Linked DNA regions of Zea mays: all the other regions are linked to region 1. Evidence: chromatin contacts called from public Hi-C data. All regions are on one chromosome and are shown on one strand. Each heading gives the region's core, a stretch centred on a gene start, on an enhancer-like site or on the middle of the called end of the contact. The rest is flanking DNA. Distances are from core to core; before and after follow the strand shown. Region 1 holds the start of LOC103646865 (fe-S cluster assembly factor HCF101, chloroplastic). Region 2 holds the start of LOC100272834 (Pyruvate dehydrogenase E1 component subunit alpha-3 chloroplastic). Region 3 holds the start of LOC100382153 (Polyketide cyclase/dehydrase and lipid transport superfamily protein).

The links. A called contact is a pair of places that touch in the nucleus more often than the background predicts.
Region 2: a Hi-C map of leaf shows a contact between it and region 1, with 7 times the contacts expected there. The contact joins the promoter of LOC100272834 here to the promoter of LOC103646865 in region 1. A contact is called at or near these places in 3 of 25 Hi-C or Micro-C datasets (ear, leaf and tassel).
Region 3: a Hi-C map of bundle sheath shows a contact between it and region 1, with 2.4 times the contacts expected there. The contact joins the promoter of LOC100382153 here to the promoter of LOC103646865 in region 1. A contact is called at or near these places in 2 of 25 Hi-C or Micro-C datasets (bundle sheath and leaf mesophyll).

What each region holds. Positions count from the first base shown.
Region 1 is chr2:114,439,860-114,442,559 of Zm-B73-REFERENCE-NAM-5.0, forward strand. LOC103646865 (fe-S cluster assembly factor HCF101, chloroplastic) reads right to left here and starts at 1,258. Exons shown (of 15, transcript XM_008671494.4): 1 at 917-1,258; 2 at 710-811; 3 at 425-567; 4 at 270-320; 5 at 1-95. The coding sequence starts at 1,004.
Region 2 is chr2:114,128,906-114,131,605 of Zm-B73-REFERENCE-NAM-5.0, forward strand. LOC100272834 (Pyruvate dehydrogenase E1 component subunit alpha-3 chloroplastic) reads right to left here and starts at 1,252. Exons shown (of 3, transcript NM_001147287.1): 1 at 1,036-1,252; 2 at 1-243. The coding sequence starts at 204.
Region 3 is chr2:114,052,497-114,055,435 of Zm-B73-REFERENCE-NAM-5.0, forward strand. LOC100382153 (Polyketide cyclase/dehydrase and lipid transport superfamily protein) reads left to right here and starts at 1,618. Exons shown (of 6, transcript NM_001174913.1): 1 at 1,618-2,145; 2 at 2,239-2,410; 3 at 2,737-2,919. The coding sequence starts at 1,889.

The sequences.
Region 1 (2,700 bases), core at 8-2,507:
CCATATACCGGCTGTGCAGGTTGCGCAGACATTGTGACGTCTACCTTCTTGACCCATGGAAGTGCTGCGACGACCTCGTTCGCCTTCTGTTCGAACTGCATGGCTCAAGCCAGTAAAGGTTTACAAGTAAAATATTCCCATCCAACAATCTGCCGTCCGCGGACAATTAGGATAACATGAAGTTAAGATATGTTTCAGCCTTATTCTTTTACTTTAACAGCCCAAAAGGACAATTAGCCAATAGTTCTTCAGAAACCAGATGCACTTGCCTCGTCTTTGATTGGGCAAGCGGGAGTCGTCAGCTCCAGACGAAATGAGACCTGAAACATCAACCATAATCACTCCACCAATTCCAGTTCATGTGCAGCTCACGCAGTAATCACTAGATCAGATTCCTGTAATTTGACGAAGGGTCTCCATTTACCTCTTCCAAGGCCTCACTGACCTCCAAATCCTTGATAAACCCACAGGACACGATGTCCGTGCCGAAATCAGGATCGATGATTTGGGAGAGCGCTATGAGCACGTCCTTCTTGGCATCATCCACGGAGGCCACGGTGGCGCTAGCTGCTGAATTAAACCGAACGGTAATACTCCACGGAGTATATTTTTAAGGACTGGTTCTGAGTTTCCCGTGCTAAAAGCCTGAAACTAGAACAGCAACACGCGGTGCGAGTGCGGGAGAGTTTCTGAAGAAGTCGGAGCATACCACCGGACGACGCAGACCTTGTCACGCGTCGACGGCGCCGGCAGGCACGGTGCGGCGAGGGGAACCAGCCGTGCGACGCCGCGGCAAGAGCAGCAGCGTTTGCTGAGAGAGGGAGAGAGTGCGTGCAGGAACCAAAGCGCGGAGTTAATCAGTACGCTGCACTTGAACAAGGAAGAGATACGACGCGGAGAGGGAGATGCACTTCACCTCTCGGGGCTGGTGGCGGCGCTGTGCGGAGGAGCTGGGGAGCGGGCGGCACGAGGAAGGAGGCGGGCGCGGGACGGAGGGTCTGCATCGCCGACCGGACAAAGACTGCCCGCCCTCGCCTCGGTCGCGTCCCGTGGCCGACACAAGCTGATGAGGTGAGACCGCTGTGGCGGCGAGCAGCGAGGTGCGACGGCGTCGTTGTCGAGGTGGAGGAGGATTGCGAAGCAGGGCGGCAGGAGGCAGGAGCTCACCCCCGCCCACAAAATGGAAGGATAACACACGTGGGGATAAGGATTTGGATTGGCGTCCTCTTCCTCTCCGCCTGCACGCGCCACGAAAACGCCGAGATTTAAAGCAGCGGGAAAAGAAAAAAAAAGGAAATTTTGTTGGATCAAATCAGTTCCTCCCTGTCACAGAGGACACGGGCATACGCACCTGAAGGACCAAACATTAGCTAGTGTGTGAGTTAAAAACTTGTAATCATGATTATAATTTATAACTCGTAACAGCGCAAAGTATCAAATATATGCTTAGAGCATCTCCAACCGTAACTTAAATTAGTATCCTATCTTAAAACCATATGGGTTAATTCATTAAAAAAACAGCCCAACAATACACTATTTTTTTTAAAAATCAAAAAAATAGGAAACGCCATAAAATGATCAAAATATACTACACTCCAAATTAGTGCCATATCCTTGCTTTCTACACCATTCTCAACATTTTATGTCCTAATAATATAATTTACTTCATATATTACATGATTTAGGGCTTAACTGTTGTAGCTCAATTTGTCTTGCATACTTTAAATGATATGGTATTTTAATTTTTGGATACCATTTTGAGACACCTTGTTGGACATGCTCAAAAGGTAATCATATGAGAATGTGAATGGATCTTGTAGGCAAAAATTTGTTAGCAAAAGTCTATTTATGCGAAGAGTTGACATATCTGAGAGGATCATCTTAGTTGTCGTCTTTCTCTTTAAGGTTGTGGGTGTTTAAGACATTATTGTGGTCTTTAGTCTCGCTCGCATGCATGGTGCTAGGATATTAGCGTCATGGTGTTTCATCCTCGCATGCGTGGAGATACTGCTCGCATGTTATGGTATTGATCAGCAACAAACTTGAGGAGCATGTGTGAATATGTTGCGTTGTACATATATAAGGACGTTAGACTACTTTCACTATATCAACACACTCTTCTTTTGTCGTTTTATCTCACACAATTGTCAATATGATTGAGAGTGAAAATAAAGGTCTTTGTAATGTCATAGAATGGGCTTGATGTCCTTTTTGGTACAACTAATTTCTGAAAGCTCTCTTGTGGTTTTTGGTGGTTTGGATGACAACCCAATTAAAGGACTAACATGTGTGCTAAGTGTTGAATAGGTGCTTAATGCAAAGCTTACAGGGTTCAACACAAGTGAACAAGTGTGATGATCCAAAGACTGGAATATCTATAGATAATGGACATCACAAGTAAGATGGACATTGTTTAAGTGAGACTCGGTGTGCGTAACTCGAAGACAACTAATCAAGCCAAGGATGGAGGCAAGAAGAGCTTCGAGGTATCGAGTGCACGGGAGAAGGTCAAAGAGGCCGAGGAACCCAAAGCCAGAGGTGAAGAAGAAGACTTACAAAGTCAAGGTTGATCGAGTTAAGAAGAGTTATGGTGCATCAAGGATCACTACATAAGGTGTGACACCCTGAATTTGGTGGTATAAAATTTCTTTCCTAATATCCACCAAATTCATGTGTTACCCTCTTCCTTACCTGCTTCTC
Region 2 (2,700 bases), core at 2-2,501, 310 kb before region 1:
CATGACAGAACGTGCCGGGACACCCTTGGACAGCGCATGGACATGATCACGGTATGTGCTAACAACACAGTCAGCTTGGTTCAGAAGTTTGATGAAGCCAGTGGAGACAGCCTCCTGGCCATTGTAAAGGTGGACGAAACCAAACATCTTGCCACGGTAGTACATTTGTGCACACATGTCCTCGAATACACGGCCAAGAACCATGTCCTCATACAGCTCCAGTGCCTCTTCCCGGGTAACCGCCTGGAGAAAACGATAGACCATGAATTACGTACACAACACAGTGTTCTGCAACTTGAACAGACTTGCAGCAACAGAAAAACAAATAAGACATTTTCCATGTCTAAGCAGTACTCCCTCCGTTTCGTTTTAGTTGTCGCTGGATAGTGCAAAATTGAACTATCCAGCGACAACTAAAAAGAAACGGAGGGAGTACTAGTTAGGTAAGCTAGGTGACAGAAGATAGTATGACTGTATCAGTTCAGTCCTGAGTCTCAAGACACTGATACCTCATCAGACTTGCAGCTGCAGGCATGAACAGAGCTAACTGGTGGATCTATTAAAAAATATGTGGTGAAAACTACAATTTCAGCTGTCAATCAGTGACATTATGTTAACTAAACAACTGTCTCCATTCATAGGTATCCGATCACAAATGAGCAGTATCCGAGAGCGAGAAGACAACTTCAGCAGCACTTTTAGAGCACAGGGGAGTCATCACCATGAAATTCAGGAGGCCACGATATCCTTTCACCTTTCATTCCAAAGCTGGGAGGTAAAGTTTTGTGAGATTTACGCTTATGCATCCCGAATTGCGACTACAAAGTACTACTGTGGGATGCAACCAGCCAAATCGTCGTTAAACTAGAAACCATATCACTCATCGGAATTTCAGACTCGTGAGATCCAATCGCGCAGCACAGTTAAACTGTAAAGAGCGCCCAAGATCGGGTTTTTACACTGCGTCGGCACCCAAGATCGCTTTTTTCTCTCTGAAGTAACAGGAGAGAGCAACGTAGAAAAGGTATTCCATACCGGATGCGCGGCGGCGGCCTGCGCGGCCTTGTTCCCAGCGAGCAGGTCGGAGGAGACGGCGAGCGCGGTGCGCAGGCGCGGGTGGTGCACCGCGCCGCGGCGCAGGGTCCTGGCGAAGGAGGAGGACGAGGCGCCGGCGGGGAGCGGGGGCGCCCTCTCTCCGCCGGATCTCGCGGCCACCGGCGCCAGGAACTTGGCGGCGGTGAAGGACGCGGCCGCCATCTCTGCCCTCTCCGCTGTCTCCTGGCCGAACGGTTAGGGGAGCAATGCAGCGAACGGACAAGGGATGGGGGAAGCCCCGCCGCGGTGGCGTATAAAGAGAGGAGGGGGAGGGAGGTGGTGGGCGGCGGAGAGACCGAGGAAGATGTGAGGGTCCGAGGGGGTTGGGGAAACAAGGCAGGCAGGCAAGGCCTCGGTGGACGATGGCGCTCACGCTCGGGCTTTGGAGGGTCCGCCCAGCTCAGCTCACCACACCGCTGCACACCTCCTCTGTGCCTTCGCTCTTGTCGCGTCTGTGTAGTGCGTCACTCCGTCCCGAACTTCCGATGCATACGTGGGGTCAGGTTGTTCGTCTGCCACAGAATGCACGATTGACTTGTTGTTCCATTCCAGATTTCCAGTGAGGAATTATGTTGTGCATTTGTACAGAATAGATTCTTGAACACGTTTTTTTTCAAAAGTGAGATGTTTTTACCTAAACATGGAAGGGCTGAAAAGAGAGAATCAAAATTAAAGTTTTACAAATAAGCAGGAACACAGAACCACAAAGCCCTTCTTCCAAACTAGAACGCGTGAATGCTCTCTCTCCACTCTAAATTATATAGTTTTTTTTAAATGTTGTGATGTTTCAATTTCTTTTAAGTTCAGAACCATTTACAGAAAATAATATATCAATACTTACAATATCAACATAGTTGCATTAAGCCCATCATAGAATGGATCATGCCTTTTGTATTTATTGGTGGTGTGCGCATTAGTATATTTTCGAGAAGTTTGGGTTAACAAACTAAAAATAATATACTATGGAAGTATTTGTTGCGAGGATCATTTTAGAAAAAAGAGGTATGTGCATCATTACAAAATCTAGTTGTTTTGGTGGTTTCTTATTTATTTGATGATCTTTAATCTCATTTAAAAAATAATCAACATATGGCTTATAGGCCTAAGCTTTCACATTTTTTTGAATAGTAATACTGCAGGGCCTGCAGTATCTTTAATTATATAAATAAAAATGTCGTGTACAACTACTGTACATTAGTATATTACAATATATGAACTCAAGCTCTAATCTCTCCCACTGCTTTCTTCATTCTGAAACAGAGTAGAAGCATTTCCTTCTTGAACATAGCTTGGCAACCATGTGTTGTGGGAGGAGCATTTTCAAAAATCCAGCCATTTCTACACTTACAGATGCACCATAACATGATTATCACTACCTCTATTTTCCAATCTTTCGAGAACTGCTGGATGGTAGACAGGATCAGGCTTTGAACCAAGCAACAAGAAATAGAAGAAAGAATCCCAGAGAAGGGTACAATATGTTGGGGTTCGAGGGTCATACATTAGATCAAAGTGGTCTCATATTCCAATTAAATTCTCTGAAGAAGATCTTCAACTCAAAGATTATCCACACAAAGATGCCATGGTGATTTCGTGTGTCATAAA
Region 3 (2,939 bases), core at 368-2,867, 390 kb before region 1:
TGGACATACCCTTCTAAGCAGCAGGGCAGTTGCACCACTCCTAGTGCATGCAGTCGATGTTGTCGATCATGCCAGGAAATCGATGAATCTCACCAACTTGAAGTAAGCGTGCTTGATCTAGCGTGCTGTGTGCAAGTAAACGGGTCCAAATGTAGTTACGATGGCCTTACAAAATTGATTGAGGGTCTCATGTGAAGTAGACTCATTGATTTGAACGTACTCGTCCACGACATCCACAAGTCATCCATAAGTCCTGCTGGACGACGTCAACAATATGAAGGAAGATATGACGCCACATTCTAAACTTGCGAGAGTCATGCGCACAATAAGTAACGTAGTTGATCGCACACACACCTAAATCTAGGCTTTGATGTACACCAGCACATCTGAGTAGTAGTCCGATTGAGGGCCTGTTTGGCATGGCTCCAGAGCAAAACTCTAGGGGAGCTAGCCAGAGCATGTCAAACACTCTAACTCCAGAGTTGTAAACTCTATGGAGTTTTTGGAGCTGCAGTACAATTTTTTGGAGTACCTCTTTTGGTACTCCGAAAACTCAAAAAAGCAACCTAGTCATAGAGTTTGAAGTTATTTATCCGCCAATGCCACCGATTATGAGAAACAATCTAAAATCTAGAGCAGAGCTGCTCCATCCAAAGTTTTAGAGTAGAGTTGTTCTCAAGTGAAACAGAGTTATGCCAAACACACGCTGAATCCTCACGTTTTCGCTGAAATGGTCACATTCCACACATACGCGCCCTGGAAAGGAACCACGATGGCGACGTAATGAGCCCGTGCCTTGTGCTTGCAGCATGTGCATTGTGTGCAATTCAAGCTCTCGATGTATCCAAATTCTTGGACTCTTGATCTCTATTATAAACCAGTTTAGGCTTAGCTCATAAGAGCCGGCTCGCCTCGGCTGCATAACGAGCCAAAGAAACTGGGTGTGCCTGACTGCCTGACGATCTACGTAACACGTGAGGCTGGGGTGCCTGCGTGCGGTCAAGGGTCATCCGCGCTGGGTGGAACGTTCGCTTTTCACTCCCGCGGTCGCCAAGGAAAACGAGCGAGAGCTGACGAAACCGAGTGTGTGATGACGGGACGGAGAGGAGCCCGGACCGGCGACCACCGTGTCCGTCCACCGCAGGGAAAACACGAGGACCTCGCGACGCGACTCCACCCACACGCACAGCTCCATGCCTGCCCACGCGGACGCCTGAGCATCAGACCAGAGGAGAGCTATATCTACTCCGCTCGCCACCACCACCACCCCAGTCCAGCCCAGCCCACCACACCCAGCTCTCTCCCTTCTCCACCAGACACAGCCAGGCCTTGTCTTCTTCTTCCTCCCGATTCGTGTTTTTTTCCTTTCTTTTTCGCTGCTGCAAAATATCGCCGTTTCCTATCTCTTATCCCCCACGCATCTCCCGCCTCGCCTCCGCCACACGTTCCGCGCCTCCACACCTCTCTCGATCTCGCGCGTCTGGATTTTTCCGACCCGATCTTTTCCCCCCGCATCAGCTGTCTTCTCCTTGCGCCGGGCCAGGCCGCCTCTCCCTCCTCCCTTCGCTTGCGTCTCACTACTCATCACTGCTACTGCTACTTCGTTCGAGAGGGATACGGATACCCCATTGCCGGCCCACTGCGCGAGAGAGATTTTGGTGCGACTACAGAGTCCCAATCCTATACCCCGGCCCCAAAACTCTTCTCTGCTACCAGTAACCGTTCCTTCCGCCGGAATCGATTTTGTGAGGGGGCGAGTTCCGCCACCGTGGGCGTATCAATATCGGCGAACGCTCGAGTTCTCGCGGCGAAAAACAACGCGTTCTGCGAGGATTCCGTGGTGAAAGACCGGGTCCTTTTTTCTGCGGATTCCAGCTGCCAAACAGAGATGTCGGCTCTCCTCGACCTACTGATGGGGATCTTCCGCCAGCAGACCCTCGGCGGCGCCGCCCTGGAGCTGGCCGCGCTGGCGGCGCCCCTCTGGCTTGCCGCGCTCGTTGGCCTCCTCATCGGGTGGGCGTGGCGCCCGAGGTGGGCGGGGGTCGTCGTCGGCGACCACAACGCCCAGCAGGCGGCGCAGCTCCCTCCGCCGCCCGCCGCTGCCGCGGTGGTCCCTCGCAACGAGGCGCCCGCCGTCGTAACGAGGTGAGGCGTTCGTCCTTCGCTGCATGGATGCGAGAGTTCTTGTGATTCTACCCTGAATTGTATGTAACGGATTTGCTCCGCGGGTGTCTGCAGAACTGTGGTGGCTCCTGCGGCGCCCGAGGACGAGCAGCTGGCGGTGAACACCCGTGACTTGATGCACCTCTGGCGGCTCGTCCAGGAGAAGGACGGTGGCCCGTCGTGGATCCACATGATGGACCGCACCTTGCCGACCATGAGGTACCAAGCCTGGCGGAGAGACCCACCGGTATGTAGCTGTGCCGTCTTTCTTCATCCACCGTTAAATGGCTAGAGAGACTTGAACAAGTTTAGAACTGAATAATTGTTCTGCAAACTGTTTAGGACTAAATTTTATTTGATATCTGGGATTCAATTCAAGACTTGTTAGGATGTTAGAACATGTATATGCCGTCAGAGTCATAGTCGTAGATCATCTCAAGGTGCAGACTAATGTTAGACAAATTTTCCTTATGATCAGCTCTAGTTGAAATGGAAATGTATGGGTCCTACTACTGTACTAGGTAGATGAAAATAACACTGAATTGATTTGTTTGTGTGTTTGCTTCATTCCAGAATGGTCCACCACAGTACCGCAGTAGCACTATCTTTGAGGATGCATCACCAGAGGTTGTGAGAGATTTCTTCTGGGACGACGAGTTCCGGGTGAAGAACAGCTGGGATGACATGCTTCTTCAGTACGAGACACTGGAACAGTGCGCCAAGACTGGAACCATGGTTGTCCGGTGGGTCAGGAAGGTGAGTATTCTGCATCATCT